Regions from separate parts of the Mus musculus genome. Here region 1 is linked to region 2. The links are chromatin contacts, called in public HiChIP or PLAC-seq maps. All regions are on one chromosome and are shown on one strand. The core of a region is the stretch at or near the end of the contact, and the rest is flanking DNA. Distances in the headings are between cores, read along the strand shown.

Evidence for each region. HiChIP or PLAC-seq counts read pairs in DNA pulled down with a chosen protein or histone mark.
Region 1: a contact with region 2 is called in an H3K4me3 HiChIP or PLAC-seq map of forebrain, with 4 times the contacts expected there. The contact joins two enhancer-like sites. A contact is called at or near these places in 5 of 39 promoter capture datasets (embryonic stem cells, frontonasal cranial neural crest, maxillary cranial neural crest and 1 more), 1 of 15 datasets of contacts at CTCF or cohesin (embryonic stem cells), 6 of 484 Hi-C or Micro-C datasets (the Ba/F3 cell line, cardiomyocytes, cortical neurons and 3 more), 16 of 115 datasets of contacts at active chromatin or transcription factors (T-cell acute lymphoblastic leukemia, acute myeloid leukemia, craniofacial prominence and 11 more) and 6 of 9 other capture datasets (adipose tissue, embryonic stem cells, embryonic tail and 3 more).

The regions. Positions count from the first base shown.
Region 1 is chr5:122,087,723-122,090,797 of GRCm38.p6, forward strand. No RefSeq gene overlaps it. Among named protein-coding and RNA genes, the nearest start is that of Myl2, 12 kb to the right of the region's middle. Within about 2 kb of position 1,364, at least 3 of the 459 cell types and tissues checked have an H3K27ac peak or open chromatin away from gene starts, as enhancers often do.
Region 2 is chr5:121,827,089-121,830,188 of GRCm38.p6, forward strand. Sh2b3 (SH2B adaptor protein 3) reads right to left here. Exons shown (of 8, transcript NM_008507.4): 2 at 1,314-1,988. The coding sequence starts at 1,961. Among named protein-coding and RNA genes, the nearest start is that of Sh2b3, 8.2 kb to the right of the region's middle. Within about 2 kb of position 1,498, at least 73 of the 459 cell types and tissues checked have an H3K27ac peak or open chromatin away from gene starts, as enhancers often do.

The sequences.
Region 1 (3,075 bases), core at 114-2,613, 260 kb after region 2:
CAAACATCATGACCAAGAAGCAAGTTGGGGAGGAAAGGGTTTATTCAGCTTACACTTCCACACTGTTGTTCATCACCAAAGAAAGTCAGGACTAGAACTCAAGCAGGTCAGAAAGCAGGAGCTGATGCAGAGGCCATGGAGGGATGTTACTTACTGGCTTGCTTCCCCTGGCTTGCTCAGCCTGCTTTCTTATAGAACCCAAGACTGCCAGCCCAGAGCTGGCACCACCCACAAGGGACCTTTCCCCCTTGATCACTAATTGAGAAAATGCCTTACAGCTGGATCTCATGGAGGCATTTCCTCAACTGAAGCTCCTTTCTCTGTGATAACTCCAACCTGTGTCAAGTTGACACACAAAACCAGCCAGTACACCACCACCTGTGTTTAAGTTAGTCTATTCAAGTTTGAGATGATATGATGTAAGGTCCTAGGGAGATTGCTCAGTGGTTAGGAGCACTGGCTGCTCTTCCAGAGGTCTGAAGTTCGATGCTCAGCACCTCCAAGGCTGCTCACAGCTTCCTATAACTGCAGTCCCATGGATCCCATACCTTCTTCCAGTGCGCTGATACACATACCAACAGAACACCCATGTACATTAAAAACATACAGGCATCTATTTCTAAAGAGAGATTGTATGGTGTGAAGTAATTGCTGTGTGGTGGCTTGAATGAGAATGGTCCCGTAGGCTCATATGTTTGAACGGTTGGTCCCCAGTTGATGGACCGTTTAGGAAGGATTAGGGGGGTATGGACTTGTTGGAGGAGGAGGTGTCGCTGGAGATGTGGCTTTGAGGTTTCAAAAGAACATGACAGGCCAAGTCTGTCTGTCTGTGTCTGTCTCTCTGTCTCTCTGTCTCTCTCCTCTCTCTCTGCCTATAACTTAGAGACCTGGTGTGAGCTCTCAGCTACCTCTCCAGCACCACGCTCGCCTGCCACTGTGCCCCCGCCGAGATGTGCATGGATTCACGTCACGGGACTAGAACAATAACTAAGACACTTCCTTAGCCATCAGCCTCTAAATCCCCAGAATTTCAGAACCACCTTTCACGAACACCAGTTTTATTCCCTAAAATCCCCAGAGATACTTCTAGAAAGACAAAAGAAACGCACTCGGTAATGACGAGACATGAGGGGCTTTCTGATGTAAGCCATGAAGAATTTTTTTTTTTTAATACAGGCGTCTTCCTCATCCTGTGACATCAAAGTTTCTGAGGTGGTCTTCAGTGCTCCACCATGCTCCCATACAGAGGCGACACCCATGTCTCAGTTCCTGGGTTCAGTAGTCTGGGACACATAAGAGGACCGAGCAGGGCTTGTGTCTAAGTGTGGCTTAAAACAGGGCTCCTGGAGAACAGTGGGCTGTGTCATACCGCCACCTTGTGGAGAAGTTCTGACTAGCAATGCGAACGAGCCCTCCAGCTCTGCTGGTCCAGCCTGGGGATGGGCCTTGCTCCTGGCACCTCCTGTTAATGGAGCTCCAGGGCAGGGAGAGAGGGCAGACAGGGGTGGAGGAACAGAGGGAGTAGTGGCCTCCTGAGACCACACCAGGCCCTGAAGGCCTCCAGGGGGACAGGCCTGGAAACCTGGAACAGCACTCAAGAGCCTGAGGCAAGAGAATTGCTAGAAGTTCAAGGCTGGTCCGAGCTGCAAATTCTGTCTCAAAAACATTAAAAAGCCAGGTGTGGGGCTGAAGAGATGGCTCAGTGGTTAAGAGCACCAGCTACCCTTCCAAAGGTCCTGAGTTCAAATTCCAGCAACCACATGGTGGCTCACAACCATCCGTAATAAGATCTGACGCCCTCTTCTGGTATGTCTGAAGACAACTACAGGGTACTTAGATATAATAAATAATCTTTTTTTAAAAATTAAAAAAAAAAGCCAGGTGTGGTGGCTTACGCCTTTAATCAATCCCAGCAGGAGTAGATGAATTTCTGTGCATTTGAGATCAGCCTAGTCTACATCAGCGGTTCTTAGCCTTCCTAACGCTAAGAGCCCTTAATACAGTTCTTCGTGTTGTGGTGACCCCTAACCATAAAAATCATTTTCGTTACTACATCATAATTTTAATTTTGCTACTGTTATAAGTCATAATGTAAGTATCTGATATGCCAGATATTTGATATTCGACCTTTGTGAAAAAAGGGGGGGTCGGGACCCACAGGTTGAGAACTGCTGTCTTCTCAGTGCGTTCCAGGGACAGCCAAAGCTACATAATACAGAGAACTTGTCTCAGCAGAAACAGCGCATACATTTTAAAATAAACAAAATATAGGGGCTGGAGAGGTAGCTCAGTAATTAAGAGTACTGATCACTCTTTTCCTTCTCTCTTTTTTTTTTTTTTTTTTTTTTTTTTTTGGTTTTTTCAGACAAGGTTTCTCTGTGTAGCCTTGGCTGTCCTGGAACTCACTCTGTAGACCAGGCTGGCCTCCAACTCAGAAATCCACCTGCCTCTGCCTCCCAAGTGCTGGGATTAAAGGCCTGTGCCACCACAGCCTGATACAAGTGTTCTTAACTTAGCCATCTCTCCAGCCCCATCACTTGATTCAAGGGTCACCTTAGAGCTGCGTGGTGTGGGTAGCAGAGGCACACAGGAAACTAAGGACCTCCTCACCTATAGGCAACTGGCTTTCAATTTGGAAGTTGCCTATACAATTTGGTAGTACAATACACTGGTCTTCCCTATGTAAAAAGTAAATAAGAAAAACAAGTTTGTTCACTCACACTTGGCTCTCCCTACAAAATTACCTTGACATGGATGATAGATAAAGGCAAACCCTGAAACAATGAAACGTCTCAGAAGCAACACCAGAGACTGTCTTCACAGCTCAAGTGTGGTAAAGATTTGTGGCAGACAAATCATAGAATCTGCACTTGTAAAGGAAAAAATCCTGGAGCCAGGGTGCACACCTTCCATCCCAGAGGCAGGTGGATCTCTGAGTTCAAGGCTAACCTGGTCTACAGAGAGAGTTCCAACACAGACAGAGCTACACAGAGAAACCCTGTCTCAAAAAAAGAAAGAGCGAGAAAGTTAGAGAGAAAGAGAGAGGAAAGAAGAGGAGGAGGAGGAGGAGATGAC
Region 2 (3,100 bases), core at 248-2,747:
GAGCGTAGATGCTCATGGCGCCAGTGCTTGGGAGGCCAATGAAGCAAGTCCCTATCCATGGGGAAGAAGGCATTGAAGTGGAAACCACCGAACCACCCAGCAACAGGTATCAGTAAAACAGCGGGCGGGCCAGTGCTGGTGCTGAAGAGCACACCAAACAAGATGAACTCACAGGACTGCAGAGAGGGCTTGGCAGTTAGAGCATCTACTGCCTTGGAAGAGAACCTGAGTTCCATTCCCATCACCCATACCACCTATAACTCCACCTATATCAGGGTACTGGATGGATCCCTTTGGCCTCTGAGCTGCACTTACACATGCTCACATATATGCATACATAACATAAACACAATTAAAAGTAAACACATAGGGACTGAGGATGTAAGCTGGTGACTAGAGTCCTGCTAACCATGCACAATGCCCCAGGTTCAATACCTAGCACCACAAAAGTTGGCCTGGTGGGACATGCTTATAATCCCAGTAGCCAGGAGGTAGACATGTTCAAACCTCAGGTCAGCCTCTACATAGCTAGTTCAAGAGCAGGCTAGGCAACATGCTATCTCAAAAACAAAACCATATATCCAACCTGGAGAGAAAAGGCAGAGAGTGGGGAAATGTGTGTGCTTCTGGGTCACTTGAAGGTACACACTGAAACTCAGAGCACCCCCATTTAGCAGTAACTGGCAAGGAAGATGTCTTATAAGACCTTTGCCACCCTAGCACACCCAACTGCCTTTCTGCTGCAACAGTGCCAGCTGCATGTTCCTGGGGCTTACTCCTTCCACAGCTCCCAGCCCGTAATGTGTGCTTAGCACACAGTAGGTAGTTATCTGGCCTGTGATCATTGCAAAGCATATGCCTGAATATTACTAGTAGTGCCTCGGGGTTGGGCTCACATCACTGTTACTCTACAGCCAAGCTGTTACACAAAATGGGACCACAGAGAAAAGATGAAATGACAGCAGGCAGCCAGGCTTCACACATCCACACAGGAGGGATGGATGCCAGCTGCAAGCTGAAGCACTGAGACCCTAGGCCTCATTTGCCAGCAAGAAGCAAAAGAAAAGAAACTGCAGAGTCGGCATACCAGGTATGCCACTCAGCCTTCATGGACTTCCTGAAAGCTCCAATGTCCACGTTAGGTATATCTGGACTTTCAAAGACTTTGAACCAATATGCTCCAACCCATCAACAGCACAAACAGTCCTTCAACTCTCCGGGGTCGCAGACTCACTGTCCTGGCAGAGTCGGGCCCACAGGGTACCTATTGAAGCTGTGGGCACGCTGTAGCACCACACTCTCCAGGTGCTCACCTTGGGCGGATCGAAGAGCTGCAGAAAGTGGCTGTGGCCCGGACCTGGAGACCGAAGCACCAGGCGACCCCGCTGCCAGCGTGCGCCGCTGTCCATTGCTGCCTCGTCCGCCAGGCTATAGCGCAATACGACCTCCTTGAGCGCCTCAGTGGGCGGCTCTCGCAGGCCCCAGGGTAGCAACTTGCGGGCCGGGCCCGGCCTGCTGGCTGCGGTGGTGTCGATGTCATTGGTGTCACTGGTAGCCCCGGGCAGCTCCCCTGCCGAGCGGCGGCGGAAGAGCTGGCGCAGGCCGCGGCGCAGGTGCTGCAGGGCACAGGCGGGCCGCGGGCCCAGGTCCTCGGAGCTGCGTGCCTTGGGCAGCGCGGGGCGGGGCGGAGCAGTGGCGCGGTAGTCGTGACCCGGCGGTCCTGCGAGGCTCTCGCGCACCTCCCGGCAGAAGTGGCGCTGGAAGAGCTCCGCGAACTGCAGCGACACCAGGTCCGCGCGCGGCGGCTGTGGGTGCGCGCGCGCAAACAACCAGTACTGGCGGGCCAGCTCCCGGGCCGCCGCTGCTGCGTGCTGCTCGCAGAAGTCGCTCCAGCCGCGTGGGGATGCCGGCGAGGCGGGTGCGGAGGATGTGCGGGACGGCTGCACGGTGGGCTCGTTCATGGTGGAGAGCGAGGCGGGGCGGCCGGGCTGTAAGACAAGTCAGAAAGCAATGAGCCCAGAGAACATCCCCGCCCCAGCGACCACCCGGGAACACCCAGCACGTGGAAGCCAGCAAGCAAGCGGGCCTGCAGCTCCCACGTGGTGGATACAGTGGCTAGATGAGATCTACCAGAGAGGCGCTACCTCCTTCAAGGGGGCTCAGCTGTGCACCACTCAGAGCCATGCTTGGCGTTTTCAATAATTTTCCATCTAGTCTCTTCAGGCTTCAGTTGACCATATGAAGTGAAATTTCGGATGAAGGGAACTCCCTACTGGGAAACAGGCTGTTCACAGCATATCCAAGTGAAAACTGACAGGATAGCCAGGGCTGCTTTGTAAAGACTAAAACACAGGCTCTCCACCGCCCATGCTAGGTGTTCTAAAGCAGTACAGCTGCTTCTGTGGGGGACAGTCTCACAAGAGGAATTTTAGACTCATTTCCCACAATTAAAAGGTTTTAACGTTGCCGAGCGTGGTAGCGCACGCCTTTAATCTCAGCACTTGGGAAGCAGAGGCAGGCGGATTTCTGAGTTCGAGGCCAGCCTGCTCTACAAAGTGAGGACAGCCAGAACTACACAGAAAAACCCTGTCTTGGAGAAAAAAAAAAAAAGGTTTTAATGTAAACACTTGCTCATAGGCCCAGAGCCACAGCTCCCTGCTGTTGGTGACAACCCCAACCAGCAGATAAAGCTGGGGACGCAAGGACCCTGGTTCGTCCCCTAGTAGGAGTCTGGGGCTATCTACCACCTCTTCCAGGGAGCTCCAGGCTCGAACCCACCCTCCACCCTGTAGGAACTATTTACTCTGCACACAAACCAAGGCTCGCGTGTTTCTCCAGCTAGTTTTTACAGGTATGCGACCACATTTGTTAAGGGAACACCTAATGGTGAACAAGAAAAGCCTGAAGGGCAGACCCATGCTGAAATGGAAGACTGTGAAGGCAGATTTGGGGTTGGGGGGATGACTGAAGCAGAGGAGTACTACTTAGCTCTAGAAAGCATGGTCAGAGCATGGACTCTGAAGCCCACTCTCAGCAGCTAGGTCATCCTGAGTGACCTCCCATGGTTCTCCACCTCAGTTTCCATGCCAGAGGAACTAAC